Regions from separate parts of the Mus musculus genome. Here regions 1, 2 and 4 are each linked to region 3. A link is a contact called in public promoter capture Hi-C data. All regions are on one chromosome and are shown on one strand. The core of a region is the stretch at or near the end of the contact, and the rest is flanking DNA. Distances in the headings are between cores, read along the strand shown. Region 1 holds the start of Rasl2-9 (RAS-like, family 2, locus 9). Region 2 holds the start of Nat14 (N-acetyltransferase 14). Region 3 holds the start of Zfp583 (zinc finger protein 583). Region 4 holds the start of Isoc2b (isochorismatase domain containing 2b).

What was found. Promoter capture Hi-C pulls out the DNA fragments that hold promoters and counts their contacts.
Region 1: a promoter capture Hi-C map of hippocampal neurons shows a contact between it and region 3, with 5 times the contacts expected there. The contact joins the promoter of Rasl2-9 here to the promoter of Zfp583 in region 3. A contact is called at or near these places in 3 of 39 promoter capture datasets (cranial neural crest, embryonic stem cells and hippocampal neurons).
Region 2: a promoter capture Hi-C map of second pharyngeal arch cranial neural crest shows a contact between it and region 3. The contact joins the promoter of Nat14 here to the promoter of Zfp583 in region 3. A contact is called at or near these places in 5 of 39 promoter capture datasets (cranial neural crest, frontonasal cranial neural crest, hippocampal neurons and 2 more) and 1 of 115 datasets of contacts at active chromatin or transcription factors (embryonic stem cells).
Region 4: a contact with region 3 is called in a promoter capture Hi-C map of second pharyngeal arch cranial neural crest. The contact joins the promoter of Isoc2b here to the promoter of Zfp583 in region 3. A contact is called at or near these places in 4 of 39 promoter capture datasets (embryonic stem cells, hippocampal neurons, pre-B cells and 1 more).

Annotation. Positions count from the first base shown.
Region 1 is chr7:5,121,914-5,127,968 of GRCm38.p6, forward strand. Rasl2-9 (RAS-like, family 2, locus 9) reads right to left here and starts at 4,037. Exons shown (of 1, transcript NM_009028.2): 1 at 3,029-4,037. The coding sequence starts at 4,016. The coding sequence ends at 3,366. It also overlaps the pseudogene Gm47692.
Region 2 is chr7:4,920,071-4,925,983 of GRCm38.p6, forward strand. It overlaps Nat14 (N-acetyltransferase 14), which reads left to right and starts at 2,516. Exons shown (of 3, transcript NM_001358881.1): 1 at 2,516-2,569; 2 at 3,138-3,259; 3 at 3,833-4,936. The coding sequence starts at 3,188. The coding sequence ends at 4,381. It overlaps Zfp628 (zinc finger protein 628), which reads left to right. Exons shown (of 3, transcript NM_170759.2): 3 at 1-1,933. The coding sequence ends at 1,827. Ssc5d (scavenger receptor cysteine rich family, 5 domains) reads left to right here and starts at 5,751. Exons shown (of 14, transcript NM_173008.3): 1 at 5,751-5,909. The coding sequence starts at 5,885.
Region 3 is chr7:6,328,939-6,334,417 of GRCm38.p6, forward strand. It overlaps Zfp583 (zinc finger protein 583), which reads right to left and starts at 1,496. Exons shown (of 5, transcript NM_001033249.3): 1 at 1,132-1,496; 2 at 317-378. The coding sequence starts at 325.
Region 4 is chr7:4,863,660-4,869,253 of GRCm38.p6, forward strand. It overlaps Isoc2b (isochorismatase domain containing 2b), which reads right to left and starts at 2,520. Exons shown (of 6, transcript NM_026158.2): 1 at 2,402-2,520.

The DNA.
Region 1 (6,055 bases), core at 2,787-5,286, 1.2 Mb before region 3:
CTTTCCGAGTTAAGGTCAGCTCACTCAAGATGATTTTTTCTAGTGGCATCCATTTGTCTGAAAATTTTATGTCATTTTAAATGTTATTTCAGCTGAGAAATACTCGATTATGTAAAATACCCCATTTTCTTTATCCGTTCTTCAGTTGATAGACATCTAGATTGCTTCCACTTTCTGGATATTATGAGTAAAGCTGCAATGGACATAGTTAGCAAGCAAGTGTTTCTGTGGTAGAATGGAGTGTCCTTTGGGTATATGCCTAAGATGATGTTAGTGGGTCTTGAGGTAAGTTGATTCCCAACTTTCTGAGGACCCGCCATATTGAGTCACAGTGACTGTACAGGCTTGCCTTCTCACCAGCAGTGGAAGAGTAGCTCCTCTTATTCCCTTATTCCACAGCCTCCCCAGCGTGAGTTGTCACTTGTGGTTTTGATCTTAGAGGTGTAAGATGGAATCTCAGAGTCGTCTTGATTAGTATTTTTCCCTGATAGCTAAGATAATAAACAGTTGTTAAGTGTTTCTCTGCCATTGGAGATTCCTCTATTGAGAATTCTCTGTTTAGATCTGTACCACTATTTTTTTTCATTAGATTCTTTTTTTAAAAAAAATATCTAGTTTTTTGAGTTCTTTATATATTTTGGATATTAGACCTCTATCAGATGTGGAATTGGTAAAAATCTTTTCCTATTCTGTAGGCTGTCTCTTTGTCCATATTTGAAGTGTCCTTTGCCTTACAGATGCTTTTCAGTTTCATGAGGTCCCATTGTATTGTCAGCCTTAGTGCTTGTGCTATTGATGTTCTGTTAAAGAAGTTGTCTTTTGTGCCGATGTGTGCAAGGCTATCCTCTACTTTCTCTTCTATCAGGTTCAGTATGTCTGGCTTTATGTTGAGGTCTTTGATCCATTTGGACTTAAGCTTTGTGCAGGGTGACAAATATGGATCAATTTGCATTCTTCTACATGCAGACATACAGTTTGACCAGTATCATTTGCTGAAGATGATTTCTATTTTTTTTAGTGTTTTTTTTTAGCTTCTTTATAAATAAAATTAGGTATCCATAGGTGTGTGGACTTATGACTGGGTCTTCAGTTTGATTCCATTGATCACTGTGTTTTTAATGCCAATACCATATAGTTTTTATTACTACAGCTCTGTAGTACAATGTGAAGTCAGGGATAGTGATACTTCCAGCAGTTTTTTTATTGTTCAGGATTATTTTTGATATCCTGGATCTTTTGTTTTTCCATATGATGTTGAGAATTGTCCTTTCAAAGTCTGTAAAGAATTGAGTTGGAATTCTGATGAGGATTGCATTGAATCTGCAGATTGCTTTTGGTAGAAGGGCCATTGTTACTATGTTAATCCTGTTGACCCATGATCATGGGAGATCTCTCCATTTTCTGATATCTTTCCCCTTCCTTCCTTCCTTCCTTCCTTCCTTCCTTCCTTCCTTCCTTCCTTCCTTCCTTCCTTCCTCCCTCCCTCCCTCCCTCCCTCCCCCCCCCCCCCTCTCTCTCTCTTTCTTTCTTTCTTTCTTTCTTTTTTTTTTTTTTTTTTTTTTTTGAGGCAGGGTTTCTCTGTATAGCCCTGGCTGTCCTGGAACTTACTCTAGACCAGGCTGGCCTTGAACTCAGAAATCTGCCTGCCTCTGCCTCCCAAGTGCTGGGATTAAAGGCAAGCACCACCACTGCCTGGCTAATATCTTCTTCAATTTCTTTCTTCCAAGACTCGAAGTTTTTGTCATACAGGTCTTTCCTTGGCTTTGTTAGAGTTACCTCAAGATATTTTACGTTATTTGAGGCTATTGTAAAAGGTGTTGTTTTCCCAATTTCTTTCTCAGTCCATTTGCTACTTGTAGGGGCTGCTGATTTTTAAAAGTTAAGCTTGTATCTAGTTACTTTGTTGAAAGTATTTATCAGCTGTAGGATTTCCCTTGTGGATTTTTTTGTTTGTTTGTTTTTTGTTTTGTTTTCCAAGACAGGGTTTCTCTGTGTAGCCCTGGCTGTCCCGGAATTCACTCTGCAGACCAGGATGGCCTCGAACTCAGAAATCTGCCTGCCTCTGCCTTCCAAGTGCTGGGATTAAAGGCGTGCGCCACCACGCCCGGCTCCCTTGTGGATTTTTTTTTTTTCCAGAGCTGAGGACCGAACCCAGGGCCTTGCGCTTGCTAGGCAAGCGCTCTACCACTGAGCTAAATCCCCAACCCCCTTTGTGGATTTTTTTAAGGTCACTTATGTATACTATTATATAATCTACAAACATCAATACTTTGACTATTTTTTGAAAAATAACTTGTATCCCCTTGATTTCCTTCAGTTGTCTTATTGCTCTAGGTAAAACTTCAAGTATAATAGTCAATAGATATGTAAAGAGTGGACAGCTTGTCTTCCTCCTTATTTTGGTAGAACTGCTTTGAATTTATCTCCCTTTAATTTGATGTTTGCTATCAGATTGCTTTTTTTTTGGGTTTTCAAGACAGGGTTTCTCTGTATAGCCCTGGCTGTCCTGGAACTCACTTTTGTAGACCAGGCAGGCCTTGAGCTCAGAAATTCTCTGGGGGCTGGCGAGATGGCTCAGTGGTTAAGAGCGCGACTGCTCTTCCAAAGGTCCCGAGTTCAAATCCCAGCAACCACAAGGTGGTCACAATCATCTGATGCCCTCTTCTGGAGTATCTGAGGACAGCTACAGTGTACTTACATATAATAAATAAATAAATCTTAAAAAAAAAAGAAATTCGCCTGCCTTTGCCTTTCAAATGCTGGGATTAAAGGCATTTAATTAAAGGCACCACCACTCCCGGCTTATCAGATTGCTTTATATTGCCTTTGCTATGTTTGGTATGTCTTTTGTATCCCTAGGCTCTCAAGGAGTTTTATGATAAAGAGGTGTTGGATTTTGTCAAAGGCCCTTTGTGCATCTAAAGATATGATCATGTTTTTTTTCCCCTTTTAATTTGTTTATGTGATAGATTACATTTGCTGATTTTATTTTTCTCTTTTTTAGAAGATATTTAGAAGATATTTCAAATATGAAATACAACTTTATTCTGATTCTAAATGAAAGAGTGGGAATGACAGTTACAAACAAGATTTCACCACTGACTATTGTGATGCTACGGTAGCAGTCTTATCTTTGAAATCCAGAACAACTCTGTTCCAGGGGGCTAAATACGCAAGTCCAAAAAAATGAAGGTGTATTTTAACTGCCACATTCACTCCGAAGCCCATTCATCTCCTTCAGCATCCCAATGAATTGCACGATCTCCTTTAGCTAAATAAGGTGGCACACACACTGCACCGCTGGCTGGCATCACAGGACAGTTGCCTAAAATAGACTTCTGACGCAGGGCTCCAGCTTCACTTTCTCACAGGTCATCTTCCTCATCTGGGAGAGCAGTCGTCTGAGCAACCTCTAAATCATGCTCGTACTGTGCTGCCAAAGCTGGGTCCATGACTACCTCAGGTGGGGCAAGAGCAGGCATGGCAACGAACTCCAAGTTAGGATCTCCAATGAGCTTTCTGGCAAGCCAGAAGAAAGGCTTTTCAAAGTTGTAGTTACTTCTGGCAGAAATGTCATAGTACTGAAGATTCTTCTTTCGGTGGAAGAGAATAGGTTTTGCCTTCACTTTCATGTCTTTAACATCCACTTTGTTGCCACACAATACAATGGGGATGTTTTCACACACACGCACTAGATCTTTATGCCAGCTAGGCACATTCTTGTAAGTAACTCTTGATGTTACGTCAAACATTATAATGGCACACTGGGCTTGGATGTAGTAGCCATCGCGCAGCCCCCCGAACTTCTCCTGACCGGCTGTGTCCCACACATTGAACTTGATAGGTCCTCTGTTGGTATGGAAGACTAATGTGTGCACCTCCACGCCCAGGGTGGCTACATACTCCTTCTCAAACTCTCCGGTCAAGTGGCGCTTCATGAATGTCGTCTTTCCGGTGCCGCCGTCGCCCACCAGGACGACCTTGAACTGGACCTGCGGCTCTCCCTGGGCGGCCATCGCGGCGATCCTGCCGGAGAGAGCGGCTGCTGCACGTGCGCCCTCTAAAGGCAGCGGCCGGGAAGAGCGCGCGGGAAGGCAGACTCTGTACCAGACTGTGGGGGAAGGGAAGCTGGGCACCGCCCGCCGCTGCGGTGCCCACCCGAAGGACAACCAACCCTCGTGTTGCGCTCTGCCGGGTCCTTCCAGCTACCTTCCAGGACTGATTTTCACTTACTGAACCATCTCTGCATTTCTTGGATGAAGCCTACTGAATTGTACCGAATCAAGGATTCATGACAGGGACACAGAGGAAGGCAGCTTGGCTCAGTGAACTGCCTGCCATCCTGAACAGATCTGTTAGATCTGAACTTTTCTGACAAAACTCCTTTTGCCTAAGCAACGGGCTGCACAATTTGTTTTTAGAGACAAAGGAAAAAAAAAAGGCGATCTTATGTCAAATATAAAAGAAATATAGAGCCGGGTGTGGTGGCGCACACTTTTAATTCTAGCACTCAGGAGGCAGAGGCAGGCGGATTTCTGAGTTCGAAGCCAGCCTGGTCTACAAAGTGAGTTCCAGGACAGCCAGGGCTATACAGAGAACCCTGTTTCGAAAAACCAAAAAAAAAAAAAAAAAAAAAAAGTATATATATATATATATATATATATATATATATATATATATATATGTGTGTGAAGGAATGGAAGAATTAAATGAGAGTCAGAGATTGAACTCTTGTAGAAAGCCAAGCTTGATATCATAGGTAGTAGGAAATTTTTTTTTTTTTTCAGTTACTGAAGCACTTTAATTTCTTTACACAATGACGTGTTGCTGGGGCCTAATGTTCTCACTGAACAGTAGAAAACCAAAATTTGTCATTTCTTAAAGAATTGAGTACAACAAAACCTTACATAAATTAAAGAATGAATACATTTACAGGTGTCGATGCAAACGTTCCCAACTCAAGGCAACTAACAACCGATGGTGGTCAGGAGGGAAGAAACCAGAACGGAAACTGGGTCCTAAGGCTCGGACTTTCCCACCCTGTTAGACTGGCAAGAAGGAGTGGTAACTGGTTCAGGAGCCCTTGCCAGCCTCGGGAAATCCTGGAAGTCTGCTGTTGGTTAATACCCTGCACAGATCACTCCGTGGTGCTCACAGAGATCCACCAGGCTGGGCCTTTCTCTTCCACTGCGTGTTCTCCCCAGCCCCAAGTGACCGAGCCACATGAACTAAGGACTGAATCAAGATATGCACAGGGTGTTAAACATATACCAAGGGAGCAGTTAACTTGAATACAAGGTCAAAAATCAGCAAGTTCTATGATCCAGTGCTGATATCAGATACACGCTTCAAGGACAAATTTCTTTTCAAAGGCTTATTCCAGTTTCATGAGGCTAGCATGAGGTGTGTACATTTGCCAGGGCAAATCGATACTTCAATACCAGCTCATGCAGCAGATGCCTGGCACCTGCTCAGTCCATCTAGAAGCATTTGCAGTGGACGATGGGCCCGACTCATCATACTCCTGCTTGCTGATCCACATCTGCTGGAAGGTGGACAGTGAGGTAGGATGGAGCCGCAGGTCCAGACTGAGTACTTGCGCTCAGGGGGAGCAATGATCTTAATCTTCATTGTGCTGGGTGCTAGGGCTGTGATCTCCTTCTACATCCTGTCAGCAATGCCTGGGTACATGGTGGTACCACCAGACAGCAGTGTATTGGCATACAGGTCTTTGCAGATATCCACATCACACTTCATGATGGAGTTGAAGGTGGTCTCGTAGATGCCACAGGATTCCATGCCCAGGAAGGAATGCTGGAAGAGTGCCTCCGGACACCAGAACCGCTCATTGCCAATGGTGATCACCTGCCCATCGGGCAGCTAGTAACTCTTCTCCAAGGAGGAAGATGATGCAGCAGTAGCCTTTTCTTGCTCAAAATCCAGGGCAACATAGCACAGCTTCTCCTTGTCACAATTTCCCTCTCAGCAGTGGTGGTAAAGCTGTAGCCCCGTTCAGTCAGGAATTCATGAGGTACTCTGTCAGGTCCTGGCCAAC
Region 2 (5,913 bases), core at 1,266-3,765, 1.4 Mb before region 3:
CCCCCTCCTCCTCCACCTGCCCCGGTGGTTTCTGCAGAGCGGCCCTACAAATGTGCCGAGTGTGGGAAGGCCTTCAAGGGTTCTTCCGGGCTGCGCTACCACCTTCGGGACCACACAGGTGAGCGGCCCTACCAGTGTGGGGAGTGCGGCAAAGCCTTCAAACGCTCCTCCCTGCTGGCCATCCACCAGCGTGTGCACACAGGCCTGCGAGCCTTCACCTGCGGCCAGTGTGGCCTCACCTTCAAGTGGTCGTCCCACTATCAGTACCATCTGCGACTTCACTCGGGTGAGCGGCCCTATGCCTGCACTGAGTGTGGCAAAGCCTTCCGTAACACTTCGTGCCTGCGGCGCCACCGGCATGTGCACACCGGTGAGCGGCCCCACTCATGTAGTGTGTGTGGCAAGAGCTTCGCACAGACGTCCAACTTGCGGCAGCACCAGCGGGTGCACACGGGCGAGCGCCCCTTCCGTTGCCCGCTCTGCCCCAAGACCTTCACACACTCCTCCAACCTGCTGCTGCACCAGCGCACTCATTCTGCCGAGCGCCCTTTTGCCTGCCCCATTTGTGGCCGTGGCTTTGTTATGGCTGCCTACCTGCAGCGGCATCTGAGGACGCACACCCCAGCCACCACAACTTCGGGCACCACCGGCTCTGCTGTAGCATCGCAGCCCCCTGCCCCATTGGCTGCAGCTCCAACTCCACTGGCTGCTCAAGATGTTCACGTACTCCCTAACCTACAGGCCACACTTTCACTTGAAGTAGCTGGGGGAACAGCCCAGCCTACGCCCCCAGGCCCGGCTGCTCCCAGTTCTCAAACATTTCTCCTGGTACAGACTGCCCAGGGCCTCCAGCTGATTCCAAGCAGTGTCCAATCCCCTACTCCTCCACCCCCGCCTCCACCCCCTAAAGTCATTCTGCTGCCTCCTGCCAGTGCTGGAGGTCCGGGCAGTGGTGCTGCAAGGCCAGGCCCTCGGTCTGTTGGGAAAGCTGGACAGGGGACAGGGGTGGTGTGGTTTCCAGGCCCAGGTGGTCTGGGGCTGCAAGGAGGGGCCAATGCAGGGGCTAGCGGGGGAGGGCAGAGCCTCATTGTTCTGCAGAATGTAGGGAGTGGGGAGACAGGACCACAGGAAGTGAGTGGGGTCCAGCTTCAGCCAGCACAGGAAGTGGCCACGGTACAACTACAGCCTGCACAGGAAGTGACTACAGTCCAGCTACAACCAGCACAGGAGGTGACTACGGTCCAGCTCCAGCCCCTGACAGGCCAAGTCTCCAATTCTAATGGAGGAGCTGGCACTACAGAAGCTCCAAACCTGCTGCTGGTTCAGAGTGGGGCAACTGAAGAGTTGCTGACCGGCCCTGGGCCCGGGGAAGTGGGAGACAGTGAGGCCGGTGCTGGTGTGGTCCAGGACGTCCTGTTTGAGACACTGCAGACAGATGAGGGGCTGCAGAGTGTGCTGGTGCTGAGTGGGGCGGATGGTGAGCAGACTAGGCTCTGCGTGCAGGAGGTGGAAACGCTTTCCCCCGGTCTGGCGGAGCCAGCGGCCACTGGCCCATCAGGACAGAAACTCCTTATCATTCGTAGCGCCCCAGCTACTGATCTGCTAGAAAATAGCAGCGTTGCAGGAGGCACCACAACACTGCAACTCCTGGCCCCGTCAGCACCTGGCCCGGTCTCTGCCCCTGTGGGGGTGCCCGTAGCTCCCCCGTCCCAGATGGTACAAGTGGTCCCCGCAGTGGCTGGACCAGGGGTCATGGCTCCCCAGAACTTGCCCTCCATCCAGATTGTGCAGACTCTTCCTGCAGTCCAACTGGTACACACGTTTTGAAGAGACCCCCTCCCCGCAATTAACTGTTCTCCTCAGCTGGGCTGGGGTCAGCCCCAGAGTCAGGGGGGCTGCTGGCTGGACTTGCTAATAAAGACCCAGAATCTCTTCCTGGTTTTGTTTTCATGGGGGAGGTATAGTCATGGGCATAGCCCCTGCTTCAGACCTGGAAGTCTTCATTCTTGCTTCCCGGATCTGAGGTGACTTGCTTTGTACTTGGAGGGCTAAATGCTTCTCCGGGGTGGGGTCCAGCTCCCCCATCCTTTAAACTGTTAAGGCTTTTACTGTGCTGGGGGTGGGAGGGCGGGTACACTTGCAGAGGACAGAGAGACAGTGGGAGTCAGTCATGTGGGTTTCCTTTTGGCAAGCTCTCTTACTCCCTGAGCTATTTCTCTGGTCCTTTCCCAACCTTTGTATGTATTCGTCTGTAGTTGTACTTATAGCAGGGAGGGTTAGGGATCAATTTCTGGATTTTCCACTTCTTTCCTATAAACCACCCTTACCTCACCTGAAAGGTAGGTAGAGGAATATTATTAATTCAAACGATACCCCAGGTGCCTCCGGGTTGAGAATAAGGTCTCAGCTGATGGGGATGCTTGATGCTACCCCTCATCCCTTCCCTCAAAGACCCAAGCGCCAATGAGATTAGGTTCACAAGCAACGCCTCCTCTTCCTGATGCTCAGGTCGCTTAGCAACGAAGGACCAGCAAGAAAGGAGCTGTGCTAATCCTCCCAGGCAGGCCGGGTAAGAAACCCTCTCTGTCCCCCACTCCCATCCCCCCTTCTCCAAGGTTCTCCCACTGGCCTCCAGCAGGTCACAGCTCTTCCCTCGTCCTCGCAGTTTCCTCCATTACTCCCAACCCCTGCCCCATAGTGGGGGAAGCTTGGCAACAGTTGCTAAGGTGCCGGTCTTGCCTCCAGTCGGGAGCGTGGACGTCACTTCCGGTGGTGACCCTCTCCTGCCCCTGCCCCCCTTCTCCCTTACTGTCAAGGGATTCGAGCAACCCCGTGGAGGTGCCTTTCAGGGCCCTGTTTCTGCTATGTGGGGTGGGACCACTTCAGGAGACCGGCTGCTGGAGTTTGGATAGGGGATGAGTTTACAGGCAGATCAATGAATGTCTTCTCCGGAGTGGGGGACGATTCGGGACGATTTTCAGAGCCCCACTGGGTATGGAGGCACCTGGCCTGCCACTGTGACAGTCTTCTTTGGCAATGCTCTAGGGTCCTTGGCGATCTGGGAAACACTGCGGCCCATCCCTCCCAGGGCTCTTAGAACTCAGGTGCCCACCTAACACCAACCTACTTGTTTTCAGCAGGTGTACAACGTCAGCTCCCTTGGGGAGGGGCCTGCCTGGGGGCTACCATGGCCCCTAACCACCTGTCAGTGCGGGAAATGAGGGAAGATGAGAAGCCCCTGGTGCTGGAGATGCTGAAGGTGAGAGGCCGGCAGGGGCACCAGTGAGCATGCGCAGCTTCTTAGGGCCATTCAAAGTGGGTTCCATCAGCCCCGCCCACCTGCCTGAGCTCCGGGGGTCCTGGGGGAGGGGATTTTCGCCTCAGCTGTTTTTAATTGGTCTCTTTTCTCTACTGCCTTCTCCCTACTTAAACCTCAGCTGCCATTTTTAAAAAAGCAATTGAAAGGGTGTAGGGGCTGGGTGTTCAGGTCTCTTGACCTCCATTCAGCCCCACTTACCAGTCCCAAAATGAGGGCTACTGAGACACACACACACCCCAGACCTTCCAGCGAAGAGCCCATGTCTTCACTTTGCCTATCCTGTTCAGTCTCCTTTGGTGCGTTACCTTAGCATGCCATCCGGACTCATGGGCCTCAGGTCCTAAATCAGTTCATTTCATTCGGGCAAACCGCATTCATTCGCTCAGCCCTTAACACCCAATGGGCCAGACTGGGACCACCCCATCCGCTGGCTTCTCTTCTCACTTGAGAAGAGAAATCCTTCCTCGGAAGTTCTTATGTGATGAATGGCTGAGCCTCTACTCCCACCCACAGGCTGGTGTAAAAGACACGGAAAACCGTGTGGCCCTCCACGCTCTGACACGACCTCCAGCCCTTCTCCTCCTGGCTGCAGCCAGCAGCGGACTGCGCTTCATCCTGGCCTCCTTCGCCCTGGCCCTCCTGCTGCCCGTGTTTCTGGCTGTAGCCGCTGTGAAGCTGGGTTTGCGAGCCCGATGGGGCTCTCTGCCTCCACCAGGCGGCCTGGGAGGGCCCTGGGTGGCTGTCCGTGGCTCCGGCGATGTGTGTGGAGTCCTGGCTCTGGCCCCTGGTGCCAACGTGGGGGATGGAGCCCGAGTCACCCGCCTCTCTGTCTCTCGATGGCACCGTCGCAGGGGCGTGGGCAGAAGGCTGCTGGCCTTTGCCGAGGCTCGAGCCCGAGCATGGGCTGGAAGTATGGGGGAGCCTCGGGCCCGGCTCGTGGTCCCAGTGGCTGTAGCCGCTTGGGGGGTGGCAGGGTTATTGGAGGCCTGTGGCTACCAGGCAGAGGGAGGCTGGGGCTGCATGGGCTATATGCTGGTTAGGGAATTCAGCAAAGACCTGTGATTAGAGACCATGCCCACTGGATAGATGGGCAGAGAACCAGCACCTAAAGAACACCTACTGTGTGCCAGGCACTTTACATCCCCCCCTCAGTGTCTACCTAGTCTGCTGGGCTGATAGTGAAGCACCGAGGTTGATGGACTTACATTCCCAGTGTGCCTGCCAGCTGCAATGAGGACTCTAAACTCAAGTAGAACAAATCCCTTCTTGGTCTTCTGGGACCACTAGAGGTCACCGTGTCCAGTCCTTTGCCTCACCCCCACTGCCCCAGTCTGTATGCACTGAAAAACGTCGGGTTCTGGGTCTACAAAGCCCCTGCTGCCTGTGTTTGAGGTCTGGAAGGGAGATTTGAGGAAAGAGAGAGAGAGAGAGAGAGAGAGAGAGAGAGAGAGAGAGAGAGAGAGAGAGAGAGAGAGAGAGAGACTAAAAGTTAGAGTCTGTGACAGGGAACTCCCAAAGGGGACAGATCTTCTGGGAGTGGGTGGGGCCAGGAGCACAGTGTCTCCAAGCCCATCTGGTTTTTTACACTGTTTGTTAATAAACCCTGAAACTTCTGTGTGCCTGTCTCCTGTCTGATGCATTTTCCAGCTGCTCTCTCCAGACTCCCTCCTTCTGTCTGGCTCCTCCTCTCCGAAGAAGTTGACATTAATTGCTAGGGAAGTGTGTGTGTTGGGGGGGGGGGGGGGGCGCTGGGAAGAGGAGAAGCAGTGAGCTCACAGCGGCAGCCAGTCTTTGCCAGGCCTTCTGAGTCATGCTCCCCATTACCAAAGTTTTCCCCCTCACAGCTGCCTGGTGTGTGTGTGTGTGTGTGTGTGTGTGTGTGTGTGTGTGTACCCCCTCCAGACCGAAGCCTTGACCCCTCAGTCTCTCTACCCTCCATACCTTTGTTCTGGGAACTGGTAATAAGTTCAGACACTCTTTTCTCGAATCGGCACTGGGAGCTTCCCATCCAGATTTACCACAGTGGGTGACAAATGGACAGGAGTTTTTCAGTTTCTTTTCCTGATCTAGGAAGTCCCTCCTAGTATCTGGCTTCAGGCCCTCATGCTACTGCAGGATTCCCCAAAATCTGTCCACTCCCAGCTGCACTTACTTGCCTGGCTGGACAATAAGAGGAGGCAGAAGGGTGTGCCCTCAGCCCTGTCCCCCAGACACCCAGGCCTGCCCCTTCCCAGAGCTGCCATCCCCATAAGCATCTCTGAGCACGTGGCCCTCTGGAGCCTGGCTGGCCGCCTCCCTCCAGTGTGGGTGTTTGCACTTGAACACCTCCCTTCTGCCTGCCCCCCGCACCCCCCCCTCCAGCCTCAGCTGTGGCCAGCCCCCTCCCCCTCCTGTCCCCTGCTGCATCCCTGCAGCCTCTCTCCCTCCTGGCAGAGCCTTCAGCCCAGCCTGCTCCTAGCTGTCCAGGGCTCCTCAGCAGCTGCTTCCCTCCCTGGCTGCCTCCTCCTCCCCTCTCCTGCCCTCCTTCCCCTTTCACCCCATCCCCTGCCCCTGGACTCTGCGAACATGAGGGGCTTGGCCTGCCTCCTTGGTGA
Region 3 (5,479 bases), core at 246-2,745:
ACCACACACATCTACACCTCTAATACCCACAATATGAGCTTACATAATCCCACCAAAAAAAATGTATTTTTGCCTCTTAGAGTGAGTTCCTAAGAGCACTGAACCCACAGGCGAGGCTGAACTGCGTCCTTGCTGGCCGGGGGAAAGGGTGCTCTTAGCTTAGTCTTGGGGGACTAGCTCTTGTGTTGCAGTGGAGAACAAGAGCAAGTCACTGGAGAGAGGAGATTTTGTCAGGCAGCTGAATTTCTGAAATCAAAGTGGTTTAGCCTGACTGATAAATAAGGTGGCATTCCAGGGAAAAAGAAACGCTTCTTACCTTGGACATGGCGTTAAAGCTTCAAGAATGTATGGCTGTGTTTCTGGGAGCAGGGAGGTGTCCTAAGAAAGTAAAGTGGACAGAAACAGGAAACTGTAAGTTCCAGGTGTATCCTGCAGCCCCAGCATCACACCTCTGTCCTTCTCCTCCCTCCACAGACATGCATTTGAGGTATCCCTACATTTAACAATGCTTTTCCTATGTACTGTATAGTTCTGGGACTCAACATATATTTTATGTCTAAGTTATCTCTTTCACTTATGTCTGAGCAATTTAAGACTGGCATTATTAGATTAGAATCTTCCACCTTTCACACATGAAGGTTTACATCATTGAAGATACACAAGGCAATAGTTGAGAAAATAACTGTGCCAAACTGGAAACTAGACTGGAATTTATAGTGTATAGATGACGTTAAAAGGAAGTATATCTCCACCCTTTCCATAAGGATGAGATGTAGGCCATCAAGTGAAGCTACTTTGCACAGAGTGGGTAGCAAAGGGACCATGTGATCTAGAAGACAGTGGACCAGGATCAGGATACCCTACAAATGCCCCCCCCCGCCCTTCCCCCCCTATGATATCTCATACTGTCACATATTTTCCAGCACTGTCTGTCTCAAACAGTTACACTGTTTAGATGCAATGAAATAGCCCTATACACTGTTATTCGGGCCCATACATTGTCACAGGCTCCATCCCAGCTGGTAGCAAAAGTCTTGCTGTAATAATATCACATAGTCCCAAATGCAGCCTCAAAGCCCCTCATGGCGTCTTTATCCCCACATTCCACATTGTCACAGACCCCCCTTGTACCTGGTGGCATAGTCTTGTGTATTCACACACATCCTTATGGGATCTCACAGTCTCATACACCATCATAGGCCCTTCAACACTGTGACATGGTCTCATAGTGCTACACCTATTGTCCCAGCCTCTCACTCTATGTCATAGCCAGCATTCAGTCTCACAAACTGTCACAGGCCCTGACAGTACTCTTGGCACAGTCTCAAGCCTCAGGCCTTCACAATAAAGTGGCTTGGTCTCAACCCTGTCAGATAGGTTTCCAAACACATTCTCCCACATGCTGTCATATACAGTCAACACGCTGTCACAACCCCTCAGTTTCAAGCAGTATTCAGTCTCACAGCCACAGGCATCTCGTACACAAGGTGTGGTCTGACACTGCCACTCAGATCCCCACTCCAAAGTGCTCACATATAATACACCCTCCACTGTGCAGTCACCCACACTGTCACAGCCTTTCAGTCTTACACAGTGTATGCAGTACCAGACCCCCTCACACGGTGTGGGGTCTCACTGTCATATGAGTCTTCAGACACATTCTCCCACATGATCCCTTATATTGTCACAATCTGTCACACACAATGTCACAGCCTCGGTCTCACACAGTATTTAGTCTCACAGTCAGAAGTCCTTAATACACAGTGATCCAGTCTAACACTGTCACTCAGCTGATCCCTCCCCGGTACAATCACATACACTGTCACAGTCTTTTAGTCTCACAGAGTATTCAGTCACAGGCCCCCCTCATGCAAGTGGGTGGTCTCATACTGTCACACACATGATAACCACCTCAGTCTCACACAGTGTACAGGCTCAGCCACAGTCACTCACTCATGTTCCCACACACATCCCCTAGCGCTATCACACACTGGCACAAGCCTCTCTCTCTGTTTCATGTATCTCCATACTCACAGTCACAGGCTCCCCCCATTATGGGGTGCTGTCTTATAATGTCACATACATTGTCACCGCCTCAGTCTCACATAGTTGCAACCTTACAATCATAATAGGCCCCTCATATACGGTGGCGTGGTCTCGCACGGTCACTCTGCACCCACTACACTTTCTCCCACGCGGTACCTTGATCCTCACCGAGCGTCTCCTCAGTCCTCGTCACCTCTCACTCGGCGCCGAGGCAGATCTGGCCGGGGCCGGGGCTCGATCTCGCGGCGCCGGTAGAGCTCACAAAGGCGCGGCTGCGGAGCGACTCCGCGCAAGGGCCTCTGGGAGGTGGAGTACTGCGCTTGACTGGAGCGGCGTAAGGCATGCTGGGAACGCCTTTTAGGGCGCGGCTTTCGGGGGTCCTAGAATCTCCGCTGAATTCTGTCTCTTCCCTTCCGGTCGTCAGAACCAGAACTCACTCAGGCTGCGCAGGAGCTGCTTGCTCTCCTCGGTCTCTTAGACGAGGAGTCGGGGGTGGGGGTAGTTGTGGTGGTGGTGGTGGTGGTGGGGGGGCTGTGCTCGAGCACGCATGCGCAGTGCTAGCTGGCCGGTGCCCTGTCCAGAGCAGCGGATGAAAATTGGTCATCTCCTGGTTCAGGGCCCACGTTGCTGGGTTTCTTTCTCCCTTGTTTGTTTACCTTCTCTCTGCCTTACCTTTTCACGCATCATTCATTACTCGCCTTCTGTATGTCAGACTCTGAAATGGACACAACAATGAACCCCGCCTGACCAAAATCTTCATCTTTATGGAACCAACATAGACTGGGGAGGAAGTGCGCTAGGGCTGTAACCCAATGATAGAGCTCCTGCCTAGCTAGAATGCTTGAAGCCCTAGGTTAAGTCAGCCATTGGGGGGGGGGGGCTGCTAGAAAAAAAAAAGAAGTTGGGGGGCTATTTTGGATAATATTCTTTTTTTTTAATTAAATTTATTCTCTTTACAACCCAATATCAGCCCTTTCTCTCCTCTCAGTACTCCTTTCACGCAAGTCCGTTGCCCGCCCCCCAATTCCACCTTCCCCATTTTTGAGGAGAAACCACTTCTCTGGGTATGAATTCCCCGTCCCCCCCATCAAGTCACTGCTGGACTAGGCACATCTTCTCCCACTGAGGCCAGATAAGGCTGTCAGGGATGTAGGGGTAGGGATCCACAGGCAGGCAGGCAGCAGGCTCAGGGACAACCCCTGCTCAAATTGTTGGGGGACCCGCATGAAGACCAAGCCGCTCATCTACATATGAGCAGGGGCCTAAGTCCAACCCAAGCTCGCTCTCTGTTTGTTGATTCAGTCTCTGGCAGACCCCAAGGGTCCAGGTTAGTTGACTCTGTTGCTCTTCTTTTGGAGTCCATGTCTTTTTCAGGTCCCTCGATCTTTCTCCCAACTCTTCCTTAAGACTCCCCGAGCTCCATCTTATGATTGGGTGCAAGTCTCTGCATCTTTTTCCGCTGGCTGCTGGGTGGAGCCTCTCAGAGTACAACCATTCCCTCCCCGCCCCACAAACACACTTTTTTTTTTTTTTTGAGACAGGATTTCTCTGTGTAGCCCTGGCTGTCCCGAATCTCATTCTGTAGACCAGGCTGGCCTCAAACTCAGAAATCCTCCTTCCTCTGCCTCCCAAGTGCTGGGATTAAAGGCGTGTGCCACCACTGCCCGACCATTCCCTCCACTTCTGCTCTATGCTTGTCCCTGCACATCTTGTAGGCAGGACACATTTTGGGCTGAAGGCTTTGGGGATGGGTTGCTGTCCTTATCTTTCCACTGGGAGTCCTGCCTGGCTATAGTGGCCATATCCCCACTTTAGGATCCATATCCCCACTGCTAGGAATCTCAGCTAGTTTCTTCATTAGGCCCTCTTGGGCCTCTCCCCATCCCAGGTCCCTGGCATGTCCTAGAGATTGCCCCCACCCCCTAGTGGATCTCCTTTCTCTGTCCCCTACATATGATCTCCCCGCCCCCACCCCATCCTCTTTTCTACCTAGTAACCTCCTTCTATTGACCTCTGATACCTATTTGTTTCCCCTTCTGAGAAAGATCCATCCATCCTCCCTTGGGCCCTCCTTGTTATTTGGCTTCTTTGGGTCGGTTGATTATAGCTGGTTATCCTGTACTTTATGGCTAATATCCACTTATGAGTACGTACCATGCATGTCCTTTTGGATATGGGCTACATCACTCAGGATGATATTTTCTAGTTCTATCCATTTGCCTGTGAAATTCATTTTAATAGCTGAGTAGTATTCCATTGTGAAGATATACCACATTTTCTGTATCCATTCTTCAGTTGAGAGAAATCTAGGTTGTTTCCAGTTTCTAGCTATTACAAATAAAGATGCTATGAACACAGTTGAGCACGTGTCCTTGTGGAATGGTGGAGCATCTTTTGGGTGTATGCCTAGGAGTGGTATAGCTGGGCCTTGAGGTAGAACTAGTCCCAATCTTCTGAGAAACCACCACATTGATTTCCAGAGTGGTGGTACAGGTTTGCTTCCCACCAGCAGTGGAAGAGTGCTCCCCTTGCTCCACACTCTCACCAGAGTGTGCTGTCCTTTAAGTTTTTAATCTTAGCCATTCTGATGGGTATAAGGTAGAATCTCAGAGTTGTTTTGATTTGCATTTCCCTGATGGCTAAGGATGTTGAAATTTTCTTTGGATGTTTCTTGTCTTTCGAGATTCATCTGTTGAGAATTCTGTTTAGTTCTGGACCCCATTTTTTTTTACATATGATTTTTTTTTCTGTTTTTTCAATTTTTAATTAGATATTTTCTTCATTTACATTTCAAATGCTATCCTGAAAGTCCCCTATACCCTCCCCCCACCCTGCTCCCCTCCCCACCCACTCCCACTTCTTGGTCCTGGTGTTCCCCTGTACTGGAGCATATAAAGTTTGTTAGACCAAGGAGCCTCTCTTCCCAGTGATGGCTGACTAGGCCATCTTCTGCTACATATGCAGCTAGAGACACGAGCTCTGGGGGTACGGATTAGTTCATATTGTTGTTTCTTCTATAGGGTTGCAGACCCCTTCAGATTCTTGGGTACTTTCTCTAGCTCCTCCATTGGGGGCCCTGTGATCCATCCAATATCTGACTGTGAGCATCCACTTCTGTGTTTGCCAGGCACTGGCATAGCCTCACACGAGACAGTTATATCAGGGCTGGACCCCATTTTTAACTGAGTTATTTGGATTGTTGATGTCTAACTTGTTGAGTTCTTTGTGTATTTTAGATATTATTCCCTCGATCCAATGTAGGGTTAGTGAAGATCTTTCCCCAATCTGTAGGCTTTGTTCTATCCTAATGATGGTGTCCTTTGATTTACAGAAACTTTTCAGTTTCATGAGGTCCTATTTATTAATTCATAACTTAGTACCTAAGCTATTGGTGTTCTGTTAGGAAATTGTCTCTTGTACCAACAAGTTCAAT
Region 4 (5,594 bases), core at 1,270-3,769, 1.5 Mb before region 3:
AACCTTCCACACTGAGATAAAGTTTCCTGTTTTCTGCTGCTGTACAAGCCAAGCTAGCTGGCCAGGACACTTCTGGGGGAGTCTCCCATTTCTATCTCCCATGTCCCAGTATGACCACTGGGATTACAGTTCCATGCTACTGTATCTAGCTTTACACGAGTATCAAGGAACCAAACCTAACTCCTCAGACTTGAGTGGCCAATACCTAACCCGTTGAGCAATCCACCCAGTGCCCAGAGGGCTCCTTCCCACTCCTGGGGCTATCTTCTGGTTCTGAGCACAAGGGACACGGAGGCACCACGAGACATTTCTGAGGGGTGGATGAGCTAGAGAGACACACAGAGGATCACAAAGACCTAGCAATCTGCTGAAGGCAGCAGGGAGCTCCGGAGGGACCAGTCTAGAGGCTCAGAACGTCTCATAGCCTGACAGGCATGGTCACCATCCTCAAAGTGACGGAGACACAAACCCTCTGATCCAGAAATCTGTCCCTAAGTATTTATCTGACAGGGACCAGGTTATTATTAATCACAAGACTCTTTGACAGGGCTCTAGTGATAAAGGGCCACAAATTCCCAAATGTAGCCAGTTAGGCCACAGACACTTGCAGTCTGGCCACCTGGTGACCCATAATGCCTTACATAACAGACACTAATAATGTTTAATGACCTATGGCATCATATCCACTCTCAACCACTGTGTAGAGCAGAGAGCTTCTCATGGACTCAAGGCTGGCCAGGGACTCACGTCAACCCTCCTGTGTGAGCTGTTTAAATCCTGGGATTCTAGGTATGGAGTCACTGAGCTGTGATTAGATACATATACTTCTTTCTTCCTCTCCCTCTCTCTCTCTCTCTCAAGTTTTCCACTTTGTGGTTTGGGGTGACCTAGAACTTCTGATCCTCTAGCCTCCACACCCTAGTGCAAGAATTTATCAGCATACAAGTGATTCATGCAGTACTGGAGATCAGATTCAACACCGTTTGCCACAGAATCTTGCTAAATCGCCCAAGGGCACCTGGAATTCAACGAGCAATTCTCCTGCTGAAACTTCCGGAAGGAGTAGCTGGGATTACAAAAACTGCAGCCAGCCAAATTCTCACTGTGGATTCTTTGTAGCCAAAAACAACTGCAAGGGAGGTCTCCAACACAGACATTTAAAAAACAAAACAAAACAAAAACAAAAAAAAACCAAACAAAAACCCACAAACAAACAAACCTGCAAGGGAGGTCTCCAACACAGATAAAAAGTGCGCCAGTGAAATGAAAAGCGCAAGAACGGTATGGCAAACTCCCATCTGTGCTCCCTGAATGGCAAATGTAGATTTTTTTTTCCTTAAAAATTTCTATTTATTTATTTAGTTTCTATATGGGAGAGGGTATCCATGCCATGGGGCATATGTGGAGGTCAGAGACAAGCGAAGGAGTCATTTCTCTCTGGATCCCAAATGTGTGTGTTGATCAGATTTACTTTTAATTTTAAAAAAATATTTATTTATCTATTCCCTGTATATGAGTGCTCTGTCTACATGTATGCCTGCATGCCAGAAGAGGGCAGCAGATCCCATTACAGATGGTTGTGAGCCATTCTGGAAGAGGAGCCACTGCTCGTAACTGCTGAGCCATCTCTCCAGCCCGGACTGGGTTTATTATATGAGTGTTTGACCTGAGACTGCATAGCCACATGCATGTAGTGTCTGTGGAGGCTGGAAGAGGTAGTCGGGTCCCCTGAAACTAGATTTAAAGACGGTTGTAAACCACCGTCTGGGTGCTGAGTACCAAACCCAGGTCCTCTACAAGAGAAACCAGAGTTCTTAGCCACTGAGCCATGTCTACTCGCCCCCCCTTCTCTATTCCCCTCATAGGTTTTTAAGGCTTATGTCCCAAGGGCTGGGTTCTTGGCTTGGGAACCCATTTTTGGGAGGCACAGTGTGAAGGAAATGAGCAAGGGGGCTGGATGGAGTTCAGTGGTAGAGAGCACTTGATTTGCCTGGCTTTCATGACAGCCAGGCTCAGTTCGCCAGATTTGATCGAGATGGACTGGGGACACAGATGGGAGAGGATCCACGATGCTTTAGGGAGAGCGATACAGAGGAGCACGTAATTGTGAGAGAAGCGGGGACCACAACTCCTGGAACCAGGAATTTCAGGCTGTGTGACCCTGGGTGAGTTTCCCTTCCTCTCTGGGTCTCTTTTTTTCTCCAGGGTTAGCTCACTGGCGGGGTTGATGCAAAATTTGTCTCTAGAGAGGGTTGGGGACTCTCCCCGCGGGTCTATCCTGAGACCAAATGGAATGCCATTCCAACCCCCGAACCCGACACCCTGCAAAGCTTCCGTTTCCCGGTCTGAATGACGGGATGGTGGGTTTGCAAACAGCCAGCAAGTAACGAACCGGACTTACTCGAAGGTCCCAGGTTCGAGTTCGGGCCCCTTTTCCAAGAAGTCCCGTGACCTTTTCCCCGCTGGATTCCCACTGACCCCGTACTGGGCCTCCTTTTTGCCCTTTGTAGACACGTAGTCAGAGCCGCGGGTCTACACCCCCGCGCCGAGCCAACCAATCGGCGTTCGCCTCACTCTGTTCTACTCCATCCTGTTAATTCGATTGGTCTGAAGAAACTGGAGCAGGCGGAGAGACAGAGGGTAGGACCAATGAAAATCCACGGAGGGAGGGCCTTGGCTGAGAGCTCGGCTTCTAACCCGGAAGGAGGGTGAAGAACGACCAGAGAGCTAGAGGCTCAATCTTGGCTAGTGTAGGGTTCATGGCACCATCCACTCCATCCGGGGCGACCGGGGAGAGGTGATGCTTTCTGTAACCTAGCTCTAGGAAGGCTGAAGCACGAGTATCGCCAGTTCGAGACTAGCCGGGACTGCGTGGTGAGACCCTGTCAACCAAAACAACAGCCGGGCATGGTGGCGCAAATGTTTAGTTCCAGTAATCATCATAAACCGATGATTTAGTTAATGGTTTAGTTCCAGTACTCAGGAGGCAGAGGCAGGCATAATTCTGACTCTACAACGCGAATTCCAGAATAGCCAGTACAACACGGAAGTAAGTCCTGTCTCGAAAACCCGAAAGTCAAACTAAGAAAACAAAAGAACAAGCCTCGTAAGACATTTTCCCCCACTGCTTGCCAGTTAGCTTTTTCTCCAGGAATTCAGGACTTGTCTCCTTGGGTGGTCTATATAGAAAACTGACTCTGTACTTAGAAGTGGGGGTTAAGAGAGAGAGGATTACTTCATCCAGATATATAAACCTGGTATGGTGGCTCAGGGCCGGTAATCCCAGCGTTCTAGAAGCTGAGGCCTTGAGTTCAATGAATAAGAAAACAAAAGCTGATTACGGTGGCTTAATACCCATGACCCCAAGTACTCAGAAGTGGAGACAGGAGGATTTCTTCACCTTGAAGTTATGAGAAAAGGGCTAGGCATGGTGGCTAACGAGGACTGTAAACCCAGCACTTGGGAGGCTGAGTGTGGGTGAGGATCTTTTGGGGGAGAGATATATATATACACAGAGTTCCAGGTTAGCCTGGGCCACAGAGTGTGACACTGTCGAACAAAGAAAAAGAAATAAGGCTGGAACTGTAGCTCAGGTGGCAGAGTCCTTGCCTGGCATGAATAAAGCCTTCGCTTTAGTGCCCAGCACTGTATGCATGGGGGTGGGGTGAGGGTGGGAGAGATGGGGGATGGGATGGGACTGGGAAGGCAACCGGCAGAGGTTCAAAGTTGGTCTCCCCAGAACAGTGAACTCAAGTGCATCCTGAAACTGAGCCTCAAAAACAAAATGAGCTGAACAAAGATTAAAAACAACAAGCCAGACAGTGGTGGAGGCTCACAGTCGCCTGTAATTCTACTTCCAGGGGCTCAGACACCTTCTTCTGGCCACTTTGGCACTGAATGCATGTGGTAAGCAGACACATGGGCAGACACACACCCAAAATTTTATAAACACACACACACACGAAGAAAAGAACCAGGCATGGTGGTACATACCTTTAATCCAAGCACTCTGAAGGCAGATGCAGGCAGATCTTTGTGAGTTAGGATGTCAGCCTAGTCTACAAAGTGAGTTCCAGGACTCCCCAGAGCTACATAGTGAAACCAAGGGCAGGTGTGTGGGTAGCGGTAGGGGTTGGTAAAAAGAAAAAGAAAAGAGAAAAGAAAGGGCAAATGCCATCACTCTTGTGTTAGAGTCTATAAAGTTAATTGGCAGGTGCTGGCTTCAGTTCCCTTAACAGCTATTCACACCATGTACGTTAGTGCCGACACTGAGCCTGTGGCTCTCGCCTAGCGTAGAATGCACAACTGGGAGGTACCTGTGCCTGGCATTTCAGGAGATCCGTGGGAAGTGGGAAAGCCTGTGAAACCCATAAATAACACAGGCTCTCCCCTCCTCACCCCCAAAGCCAAAGGCAGCCCCTCCAGAGTTCCCACCCTTGTAGTCCGTCCCTGGCACAGCTGTGGATATAACTCAGATGGTGGAGCACTTGCCCAGCATGCATGAAGCTCCGAATTCAATCACAGTGCCATGCAAATCTGTACAAAAATAGAATCTGTATAATATAAATAAACCAAGCCCAGGCCCCCTTCTTGGACCACAGCCCAAAGCCTTCTAGACTCAGGGTCCACCTCTGGTCCTTTATGGGACTCCTTGTACTTTTTCTCCTGTGGTTGTTTAATATACTTTCCAGTTCCATCTATTTTCCTGTCTTTAAGAAAACAGATTTATGCTGGGCATGGTGGCACACGCCTTTAATCCCAGCATTCGGGAGGCAGAGGCAGATGGATTTCTGAGTTCACGGCCAGCCTGTTCTACAAAGTGAGTTCCAGGGCAGCCAGGGCTACACAGAGAAACCCTGTCTCGAAAAACAAAAAAACAACAAAAAAAAAAACAAACAAAAAGAAAGAAAGAAAGAAAGAAAAGAAAAAGAAAGAGAACAGATTTATTTTTATCTTATTTATGTATTACATGCCCCTGTCTCACTGTGTGCGTTTACCCATGGAGGCCTGAATGGACTTTGGATCCCCTGAGGCTGGAGTCACAGGGGGTGTTTGTGAGCCCCCTGACTGTGGTATTCGAACCTCCTCATCATGAAAGAGCAGTCACTTCTCTTAATGCTGAACCATCTCTCTAGCTGCCTCTCTCTCCCTGTTTCAAAAAGAAGTATTTGCTTTGATTTGTGTGCTGTGTGTGTGTGTTGTAGCTTGTGTGCTGTGTGTGTGTGTTGTAGCTTGTGTGCTGTGTGTGTGTGTTGTAGCTTGTGTGCTGTGTGTGTGTGTTGTAGCTTGTGTGCTGTTTGTGTGTTGTAGCTTGTGTGCTGTGTGTGTGTGTTGTAGCTTGTGTGCTGTGTGTGTGTGTTGTAGCTTGTGTGCTGTGTGTGTGTGTGTTGTAGCTTGTGTGCTGTGTGCTGTGTGTGTTGTAGCTTGTGTGCTGTGTGTGTGTGTGTTGTAGCTTGTGTGCCTTTTGCTGCTTTGCGGATTCTCCTTCCTCCCACGCTTCTCCACCCTTTTTCTTCCACCCTTCCAACCTCCTAACACTGGACAAGAGAGGGAAAAGGACAGGGAAGAAAGACATCCCTGGATAAAGTCAGGAG